Linked DNA regions of Mus musculus: all the other regions are linked to region 2. A link is a contact called in public HiChIP or PLAC-seq data. All regions are on one chromosome and are shown on one strand. Each heading gives the region's core, a stretch centred on a gene start, on an enhancer-like site or on the middle of the called end of the contact. The rest is flanking DNA. Distances are from core to core; before and after follow the strand shown. Region 1 overlaps Casz1 (castor zinc finger 1). Region 2 overlaps Pex14 (peroxisomal biogenesis factor 14). Region 3 overlaps Casz1 (castor zinc finger 1).

The links. HiChIP or PLAC-seq counts read pairs in DNA pulled down with a chosen protein or histone mark.
Region 1: an H3K4me3 HiChIP or PLAC-seq map of embryonic stem cells shows a contact between it and region 2, with 29 read pairs. The contact joins two enhancer-like sites. A contact is called at or near these places in 8 of 39 promoter capture datasets (the C10 cell line, the HPC-7 cell line, cranial neural crest and 5 more), 1 of 484 Hi-C or Micro-C datasets (the N1E-115 cell line), 14 of 115 datasets of contacts at active chromatin or transcription factors (astrocytes, cardiomyocytes, craniofacial prominence and 10 more) and 1 of 9 other capture datasets (embryonic trunk).
Region 3: an H3K4me3 HiChIP or PLAC-seq map of embryonic midbrain shows a contact between it and region 2, with 3 times the contacts expected there. The contact joins two enhancer-like sites. A contact is called at or near these places in 1 of 39 promoter capture datasets (liver), 1 of 484 Hi-C or Micro-C datasets (the N1E-115 cell line), 8 of 115 datasets of contacts at active chromatin or transcription factors (craniofacial prominence, embryonic basal ganglia, embryonic forebrain and 5 more) and 3 of 9 other capture datasets (adipose tissue, embryonic tail and liver).

The regions. Positions count from the first base shown.
Region 1 is chr4:148,858,518-148,861,747 of GRCm38.p6, reverse strand. The region is part of intron 2 of Casz1 (castor zinc finger 1); the gene reads right to left. Among named protein-coding and RNA genes, the nearest start is that of Gm42352, 11 kb to the left of the region's middle. RefSeq lists an enhancer at 792-2,277. Within about 2 kb of position 1,732, at least 54 of the 459 cell types and tissues checked have an H3K27ac peak or open chromatin away from gene starts, as enhancers often do.
Region 2 is chr4:149,047,249-149,050,749 of GRCm38.p6, reverse strand. The region is part of intron 2 of Pex14 (peroxisomal biogenesis factor 14); the gene reads left to right. Among named protein-coding and RNA genes, the nearest start is that of Gm42351, 38 kb to the right of the region's middle. Within about 2 kb of position 1,274, at least 195 of the 459 cell types and tissues checked have an H3K27ac peak or open chromatin away from gene starts, as enhancers often do.
Region 3 is chr4:148,880,183-148,883,457 of GRCm38.p6, reverse strand. The region is part of intron 2 of Casz1 (castor zinc finger 1); the gene reads right to left. Among named protein-coding and RNA genes, the nearest start is that of Gm42352, 10 kb to the right of the region's middle. Within about 2 kb of position 1,962, at least 18 of the 459 cell types and tissues checked have an H3K27ac peak or open chromatin away from gene starts, as enhancers often do.

The DNA of each region.
Region 1 (3,230 bases), core at 483-2,982, 190 kb after region 2:
CTGACAGTCAGGCCCTAGGAGAAGTCACCAGGCATCTACCTATCCGAGGAGCACACGCCTCAGCCTCCGGAAATCCGGGAAGGCTTCTGGGAGGAGGTGTCTCTGATGAGACCTGGAAGATCTGCTTGTGGTGTAGTGAGAGGGAGCCTGGGCTCTGAGGTTTAAATTCCCTGCTGCTGCTTCTTAGCTTGGGAATGTGCATTTTGGCCTTCCCACGTAAAATAGGATCTGACTGACACTGGTATCTGCTTCAGAGTGGGGCTGAGGGATTTAGCAAAACTATGCAGCTAAAGAAGACAATGTGAGGCTTGGTACGTACTACACACTTAATAAATATTAACAGCCAGTTTATAACTGCTCAGCATTTTAGGCCCACCTCCAACAGGTGCGCTTTGGCCAGCTCTCTAGACAGAGCAGACCCAGAGAGTCACCAGCACAAAGTAGGTCTACCAGTACTCTCAGCCGATTGGCCTCAGACCTTACTCTCAACAGCTGGGACCTCAGAAAGCAGATGTCCATCAGAGCTGGCAGCCATTCTACTTTCCTGGGCCTATCGCGTATGGAACAGGGCTCGGCGCTGAACTTAAAGAGTCTTCTGGCACTAAAACTCTTAACTCACCTACCTGCCTGGAAAGAAGAAGGCAAAAAAACAAAACAAAAAACCCCACAGCCATGCCCTCCCCTGGAAAAAAAAAAAAAAGAATTCTAGGAAACAAAATACAACGACATCTTTTTATTTTGTTTTTTTCGGTAATTATACTAAAGATGAAAAACTCATAATAAACATCTCCCAGTCCCCACCTGCTAACAGTAATTATAATAGACTCAACAATAAATGGTAAAGCAGGGCAGAGCTGCATCTCGGGAATTCTCTAGGGCGTGTGGATTAGCTCGGAAAGCCTGAATGATTAAAATACACTAATTAAAATTTTGTGTTCCTTGGTAACTCGTCTGCCTGGGCCCCTGGTGTTGGCAAAATGGGAATTAACGTGACAAAAGCAACACAGAGGGTTTTTGTTTTAAATAAAGAAAAAAGTGGAGAGAGAGAGGGAGAGAAAGAGAGAGGGAGAGGGAAAGATCTATATAAACAAGTTAGACACCAGGAGAGAAGAAAGGGGAGGTGGCTTTGGCTCTTTCTGGGTGAACCGCCTGGCTACCTGGGACAGGAAAGTCTGCGGCCCGAGTCAGAGCCGCTGAAACCCTTCCGCAGCCCTGTGATCCTGTGGCGGGGAACTGGGGCATATATCTAGGGGCCACTGTTTAAAAACAATTACTGAGAGAAGCGGGTGCGAGGCAGAGAAGCAGAGGCAGCAGGCGCCCACCCAGTCCGCCTTTTCCAACAGCATTCCTCTAGGGCGGCCGCTCGCCCCCAGCTCCCCTGCCCATGGCCGACGGGACCCTGGGAGGACGCAAGGGAGCTTCTATCCCAGTGCAGTTGCACAAAAGAAATTGAACACTTTTGAGTTGCCCTTAGCAACCTAATTGCATCAGTACATTGCACACAGGAGCCAAAGTAACTGAATTTTGATGAAAAGACGGCGGTAATTTACGGCATCACAAAATTAGTTGTCATGGCGACGGGTTAATTACATCTCAAATTAACAATGCAAGTGTGGTGAAATTAAATATAAATCATATTTTCTGCATAAATTATAGGGGTTGATTAGACCGGGGCTCTGGGAGAGGGAAAGGTTGAGCCGCCACGGGCCCCAAGCTGCATTCTGAGCTGACTAGAGAGGCGCCTGGAAACGCGGGCGCGGACCGGGAGCTCAGGGAGGGGACTTGGGACCGTGGAGTCAGGCGCCAGGGCTGCCTGGGCTGCCTCCCTCTGCTCTCGCTGCCACTCGCAGGCTCAGCCTGGCTCCATGCAGCGCCAAGGCGGTCCCCAAAGTTTGCTCCTGTTTGGATCAAACTTTGGCTGGGGGAGGGGGTGGGCTGGCAGGCGCCTCTTCGCTGAGTGCCAGGGACAGTAGTTCTGTCTTCACCCAGGCTCGAAGACTCCTCTCTCTATATTCTGAGCCCTCAGGGACTCACAGCAGATGGCCAGTTTAACCCTCACTCCTTAAATGGGGTCAGGCAGTTTTCAAGTCATGGCCATCTACTTACCAAAGGACCGGTCCTGTGCAACCCAACAGGCAGGCAGCACAGGTCTCTGTGTCACCAAAGTGACAGCGTGAGCTCTAGGCACCCAGAGGCAGAGGCCTTGCGGTTATGGGTAGCTATGGGCACATATGCTTGAAAATGTGCTAGTTCAGCCAGATCTTGCCAAGCGACTGGCCTGTATCAATGGCACCCTCTCCACCACAGGGACCTTCCTTCAGTGGGGGAAGAATTGAAGAGTTAAAGGCAGATCCCAAAGGACACTGTGTCCAGGCCTTCCTGGGCTAGCCTCTAACCATTACCCAGGACGCATTGGTGCTCTTGACGCCTGGTCCCAACCTGTTGCAGACAGGCAGTATCTCCAGCCTTGCTTGGAGCATTGCTGGGCAGGATTCAGCCAGGCTCTGATGCCCGCCCCTATGCCGTCCCCGGCCAGGCAGATTCACCATAATATCTGGTAGCCAAGTGCTCCAGAGTCATTCTCTGTCTCTCACATTCCTGGCCCAATGTCTCAGAGTCTGGATAGCATAGAGGAGGTCACTGAGCTGCTGGTGGCCAAGCGCTACCAAGACAGAGGTAACGAGAGCCACAAACTTAGAACATCTGAACTCTAGTGAGCAGGAAGTTTCTGAGAAGCAGGGTAAATCTGTGCGGTTTCCAGGCCCCTCCCTGGGAAAGGCTGATTCAACAGCCTAGACAGGTCCAGAATTCTTCTCTCAGCCAACTGCACCTGGCTTCCAATTCCAGCAGGCCCAGGTCCACAATCCAACATTCCCCATTGCTCTTTTTGTTTGCTTGTTTTGTTTTTGGGTTTGTTTTTCGTTTTGTTGTTTTGTTTTGTTTTGTTTTGAGACAGGGTTTCTCTGTGTAGCCTTGGCTGTCCTGAAACCCTCTCTTCAGTCCAGGCTGGCCTCAAACTCACAGAGATCCACCTGCCTCTGCCTCTTGAGTGCTGGTCTTAAAGGCGTGTGCCACCACTGCCCAGCTTCCACATCGCTCTTAAGCCTATTTTGCAGATGAGGAAACTGAGTCCTGAGATGTAAAGTCATGTGCTTAAGAAGGGCAGTGCTTTGAGACTCAACCACCTCTGAGCTTCCCTCCAAACATACAATGGCCCTCTCTCAAGGTCG
Region 2 (3,501 bases), core at 25-2,524:
AGCAGGAGTCAGGACTTGGTTGTCTGGTGTCGGCCACAGGTCTGCTGCTTGGTGGAGCTGCAGGTGATCTTTAGCTGTCCAAATCTGCCATTTCTAACTTTTGCTATCTTTAATTAACTAATTAATTTTCTTTAACATGTATGAGTGTTTTGTCTGCATGTTTGTCTATGTACTACTTGTGTGCCTGGTGCCTGCAGATGCCAAAAGAGGGTTGGATCCCCCAGGAATTGGAGTTATAGACAGTTGTGAGCCTATCTATGAGTGCTGGGAATGGAATCCAGTCCTCTTAACTGCTGAGCCATCCATCCATCTCTCTAGCCCCAGATTCTTGGAACTTAAGCTATTTGTAGGCTGTGGCAGCTCCTTTCTGTATTCAAACCTTAGTTGTCGATGCTTTAGTCCCTTTCCCCCTTAGCTATCTGTCCGAGGTACCAGTTAATGACTCCTCAGAAGGTTTTAGCTTATACAGATATTTCAGCACACTCCTGCAGTCTCAGCATCTTGGCAGGCCGAGGCAGGAGGCTATGAATTCTGAGCCTGCCAGTGCATGTAATGGAGACAACATTTCCCGATGCCGACATTCTCTCCCGTGGAACACACAAGCCCATCTTGCCCTGTGATCAGCAGGTGTCAAGCCCTCCAGAGGGAGTGCTTCACATGCCACCTGGTAGTCATTTATTTTGTGTCCAGCCCCAGTGATGACTTAATCCTTAAGGTTGCCACTTTCAGGGACACAACCTTTCTTTGTTCCTGTCACAGCTTAGTCATGCATGACAAGAGAGAACTTGGCCCAGACTTGAGAAGTGGGAGCTGCAGTAGTTCTCTATGAGCCAAGCTCTTGAGCTCCTGAGCGGAGCAGTAATTGGGAAAGCATAACATTTAGCGAGCAGCAGAGAGAAGGAACCCAGGTATCATCAGGAAGGTCCTGGGGCCGGCCTGCTGCATAGCTTTAGTGCTGGTCTCCAGCTCGCCGCTCTCCTTAGGAGCATCAGCACCGTGGACACTGAGTCATTACATTCCTTTGCAGTGATTCAACTCAGCAGCTTGACACCTTCATTAATTTTACAACACAAAGCCTGGGTGTTTTCTGCTTCCTCTTTAGCAGTGCAGGGAGTTAGAGGGGCTGCGGACAAGAGCAGCAAGGAGCTATGGAGAGATGCTGCTCTGGGCTTTGAGTGCCTTGCTCTTGTTGGTGCTTCCCGGGATCAAGTCTCCGACTCTTGCTACCACTCAGTTCTGGCGCGTAAACCTTTTATTTCTGTTCCTGGCATGCTAGCTCACCGACCTCCGGCTCAGAGCCAGCTCGTTTGCCTTCTCTGCTGAGGTCACTGCTACCGTGATCCGTGTATAATGGCATTTCCCTCCTCTTTTCAGTATGGAGGCTATTACAGTTTCCTCTCTAAACAGGACTTCAAACAATCCGCTGCCAGTCGGATTTCAAAGCCAAGGAAAAGGCAAATGTCATCCTTTTTTTCTCCCCTCTTTGGGTAACTGCTTTGTTGGCTGCATCAGAAATTAGAGGGGTTGCTGTGGAAATTCAGGTGGGGATGTGTGGGGACAAGGCATTTAAATTTGCTTTTCTTTCTGCCTAAAGGAGAAAATCCTTTTCCTTCTCAACCTTTCCTAAAAAGGAACTTTGATCTTCTCAGCCCAGAGGCCGGGGTTTTCATTTCCTCTATAGCCGGCTGGCGTGTTCCGCTCCTTCTGCAGTGAGGGCACTCAGTGGTGTGCAGCATCTGCAGCCCTGCCCCGCGGCTCGCCTGCCCCAGGCTCCAGCTGCCTCTGTGCAGTAAGTTGGCCCAGAGTCCTCTGCTGAGCAGGAAAATCTCTCCCAAGTCACCTGGTCCCTGAGACCACTGTCACTTGGTACTAAGTAGTGTGGGTGGTTTAAGATAGTTTACCGCCACATTCCTCTCTGGAAGAACTATTCCCATAAAACAACAAAACACTGGCATGTGACGGGGAGTCACTCTCGCAGTATTTTTAACTAGGGCCAAGGGGGGGGAAAATGTGAATGACAGAGAGATTTCACTTTGAAAGGTAGTTTTTGCACATGCAAAGTTGCCACTTTTCATAGAGGCTTTTACTTCATTTATCAATGTTTTAAGAGAGGCTGGGGTCAATAATGCATGCTTTAGACTCCCCTAAATACAGATTTACACAATAGCCCCTAAAATATATTATGTTGAATCACGTCAACTCCTCTCTGCTGCTGTTGCTGCTGCTGCTGCTTCTTTTTTTTTGTTTTTTGTTTTTTTGTTTTTTTTTTGTTGTTTTTTTGTTTTTGTTTTTCGAGACAATGTGTCTCTGTGTAGCCCTGGCTGTCCTGGAACTCACTCTGTAGACCAGGCTGGCCTCGAACTCAGAAATCTGTCTGCCTCCCAAGTGCTGGGATTAAAGGCATGTGCCACCACGCCCAGCTTTCCTCTGTGCTTCTACAGAGGTGTTTTATTCTTTAATGTGAAAAACAAAAGGAGCAAGGAAAAGAAAACAAAGGAAATTAGGGCTCACATGCATACATAATCACTACAGGGCTGGAACCCATCTCAGCAATAGGAAGGGCACAGTGACCACAACCAGGAGATCCCAGCTGAAAGGGAGAGCCCTTCCTTTGACTCTTTGAGCACCAGGGCACTTGATGATATCCATCCCTTCCTAAGTTCAGTTAACTGTCTTTAGTTCGTGAACTTCAGGGTTTTGTGGATAGACTTTCCTTTCTTTTATTTCCTTTTTACACGTTTAATATAAATTAAATATAAATGTGTGCACCCATGCTTGCATGTGCACGCTTGTGTGCTAATTTGTAGATAAATGGGCTAAAATGTACCTCTCGATTTTGTACCCCTTAGAGAAGGAGAAAGAATTAAAAAAAAAAGTCCTAAAACCCTGTCACTGTCATCTGTTCATTTTTAATGAGCAATTTTTTAAATAAAAGAGGAAAATGAATAGGTGTTGAACCAGCCCGTGATATGTAAATGCCAACTAGTAATTACCTAAAACCTCAATTTTCATTCTGTTTCATCTTGCAAAACATTTCATTTTCCCAGAGTGAAAACACTTAATTTGGGCTGTGTGAGTTAGCCACCTCTGTTAGCTGTGTGAGCGGCCACCTCTGGCCTGCGTCGCCACTGGCTCCTGCTAGGGGGCACTTTGGCTCTGTGCTTGGCTTCCTGACTGCATGTCCACCTCAAGGTTATTCCCCTCTTGCCATTCCAGTGGTTTTGCTCTGAGAGTGCGGTGGCGCCCCTCCCCCTCCCTCGTCTGGTTTCGGGGAGCCTGTTCCTCCTCGTCCTTGCAGCAAATCGTATTGAATTTTGGCTGACCGAGCCTTCCTCTGCATATTAACTTTCCCTCCTGTACCTGGCTGTGAGACCCTTGGCTTTTCTGCATTGAATTTCACACCCGGGGAAGCAGCTCTCTGGAAGATCCCTTTTTTCCTTTTAACTTCCCGATACATTGTTTCTATTTTTCTGTTTATTGCTGTGGTTCCTCGTGGAAATT
Region 3 (3,275 bases), core at 713-3,212, 170 kb after region 2:
CATACATACACACACACACACACATACATTCTGGAACTAGATATTGGTGGTAGATGTATAACTTGTGAGTATTGCCACCGAATGTGCACTTAAAGCGGTCACATTGGTCAACTTTATGGCATGTATATTTACCATAATAAAACTCACAGTACAACAGGAGAAAAGGTGAGAGCCCAGAAGAGGAGGTGTCAGACATGGGAACTCAACAGAGGCACCAGATGAGTCAAGCTGGGGTAGGAGGGTGATGTGGTAATTTCAAAAGAGTCCTCCTTCTTCTCTGTCCTGGGCAGGGTTTGAGCCACCCTCCAATGCACCCTTGGCCCAGCTAAATCGACAGACCGCTTGTTTAGCACGCATGTGGCCCTCAGTTAGATCTCTAGCACCCCATAAACTGGGTGTGGGGGTGCACACTTTTGAGCCCAACACTTGTAAGATGGACCCAGGATGATCAGAAGATCCGGGTTATCACTGGGTACATGGACATCCTGGGCTATGCTCTGTCAGAAAGGAAGAAAGAGAAAAGAGAGGAAAGGAAGGCACGTTACAGTGGACCTCCCCTCAGGACACTCTGCCTCAAGTGGCTATGACTCTATCTCCCACACAACACCACACCCCTGCGTGCACGGGCTGCAAACAGTGCCTCTGCAAATCCCAATGCCCCCAGCCCCGCCTCTGCATATCCCTCTGCCCAGCTAGACAGAAACTTCCGCTCCCACCCTGGATCCCTGAGCAACAAGCTCCCTCCATAGGGCTCCAAGTTAATGACTTCCCCGCCCCCCCAGGGCTCTAGAGCTTCCCAAGGTCGGGCAGACCAACCCGAGGGGAAAACCTAGGATACTGGGGGTGTAGGGAAAGCCAAGCGCTCTGGGGGTCCCCTGAGCTCTCGTCCCCCATCCCTCCTGCCTGTTCCGGAATGCGTGCGCACACAGAAACCCCTGCTTTGGCCCGGGAACTGTCAGGAGATCAACAAACAAAAGCTGCTCCTTGACAGGGAGTCATTTATATTTTAGCTTCGTTCCATTATCCTAACGAATCCTTCATCAGCAGATGCAATATTAACAGCAGAAAAATCAGCTCATTACATCCGGGGGGATTTCATCAAGTCGGCAATCATGTGTGCCGCTCCCCAAGCCTTCAAGAGGCCAGTGGGGCTGTTATTTATTTATTTATTTTGTTACTTATTTATTTAATTTTTTGGGTTCTTTCCACATAATTGCACCGCATCTCAGATCTTTAATAAATAATTTGTAGGTCCTGAACTGCACACGGCTTTGCTCTCTGCCACGAGAGAGCCTGCTTTAGCCAAAATATTTACCAATATTTAAAAGTCATTAGAGTCAGGAAGGAAGTGGGGAGTGGTACTGGGAGCAGCCTGACTTGGGGCTATGGTGTGTGCTACCAGCCCTGTCCTCCAGACCCATCTCTTGGTGGGAAGGTGAGAGGTGACTCCTGGTATAGGTCCTTGCCTGTCGCTCTCTGCTTGAGTAGACTGGCAGATGTTTCCTGGGAGCTTGGAGGAAAGGGTGGATGTATCTTGAAAGACACATCCTGGTTTATTGAGGCTAACGGGGCTGGTGGTGGAAGAGGCCTAGTTGGTACAGTGGCAGAGGCCTTTCGAACCCTTGGCTTCGGCTTCTTGTGATGGGCACTGCCGGCCGACCACCCTCCCCAGGGGAACTCAGCCAGACAACTTATTGCTGCCATCCTCCTGGCCATGGCTGTTACAGCTCCGCAGGAAGCATCCTTCTTGCCATCCCAAGGTAACGTTGAAGGAAGGCGAAGCTCTGGGGGTTTGGAAAGAAGACTTGGCCCATTTTAGAGACTTAAACGTCAGAGTTCTACTCCGGGCGGTGCCACCAGGGGACGGGATCGGTGTCAGGAGTGGCTTGGCTAAGACTCCTTTCTTTCCACGCATCCTGCCTAAATAGACCGGCCTTCCAGAGACTCCTGGCTCCAAGCCCCAAAGCTGGAGTGGCCACCGGTGCTGACAGCACCCCTGCCGCCACCATAGGCCGGCCTTGCTTTCACAGGTTTTTCCCAGCGGGGGCTGGATTTCTGCCCAGCCAGGAATGTGCTCCCAGGATGTCAATTCTAATCTCCCCAGCGCTCTGACAGAATTAAGCTCCAGTTTGTCCGACAACATCCCAAAGTTTCAGAAATCCAGGGCAGGCTTTCTAATCAGACTGCAGGACAAAGGTCTGGCCTGACCCTGTCACTTCCATTTATGCCTCCTGTCTGTCTGGGCCTCGGCCTTTGGGCAGCTTCCTCCAGCCTCTGCCCTGGCCAGCCTCCCCCTCCCCCAAGCCCCCTGTTTCTCCGCCCAGAACTTCCCCTACCCAAGCCGGCCAGCTAATCCCATTGCTCTACCATTCAAAGCCTAGGGATCCCTGTAAGGCGACCCTGCTGGCCCTCAGCCTATTGGCCCAGCCTTGCTAAGGCTCCCAGTGGTCAGCTTCCTAGAAGGGATCTCAGGCCTCGCTAGGCTCCACCGTGGCTCTGGGGAGAGGTGCTAAAGTCAGTCCACTGCTGTCTCCAGCCAACCCCATCGAAGGTTCATTTAACTGCCCCTAAGGCAGCCTTTGGCCATCCTGTTGGAAAGGTCTAGAAAGCCTGGGTCATCTGTCACATTTGGAGGCCCTATGAGGTAGAGACTTCTCTCCCTCCAACTCTGGTGGTCACTACGAGGCGACCAACTGCCTATGATAAGCAGAAGTAGCCTTGAACCCAGAGTAGGCAGGACCTGGGACCTGGATTCAGGCTTTTGGTTCTCTTGGATTGGGGTATCATGAGAGAATGTAGACAGGGCCTCCTCCTCTCTCCACACTCCTCATTCCCTTTCCATGTGGCTCATGGCTGGGTATGGAGTGCTCAAACCTGCCTCTGTACGCACAGGAAGTTACACAAACGGTTAGGAAAGGCAAAACCTATGAGGGGACAGATAGATGTGGGTGGGGGCCACAAATTAAACTTGCTTTGTGTTCATCAAAACCTTCATGGGGGCAGAGGGAGGAGTGTGGACACAGCCAAGCGGGCATCCAGGGGTACACCATCTGTGAGCCTCATGCTGGCCACCAAGCTGACCGGTGGCAAGGGTTCCCAGGCAGGGGCGGGAAACCGGTTATATGCTTGTGAAGAAAGAGGCTGAGGAAGAAGGAATAGAGATGCCACTGAAGACAGGAAGAATCCAGCACAGCCAGGAAGGAGGGGTTGTCTAAGAACTACATGTCCTACGTGACACAGATGTCAAAAAGGTTCTGAGGCCAGGAGGGGTGCAC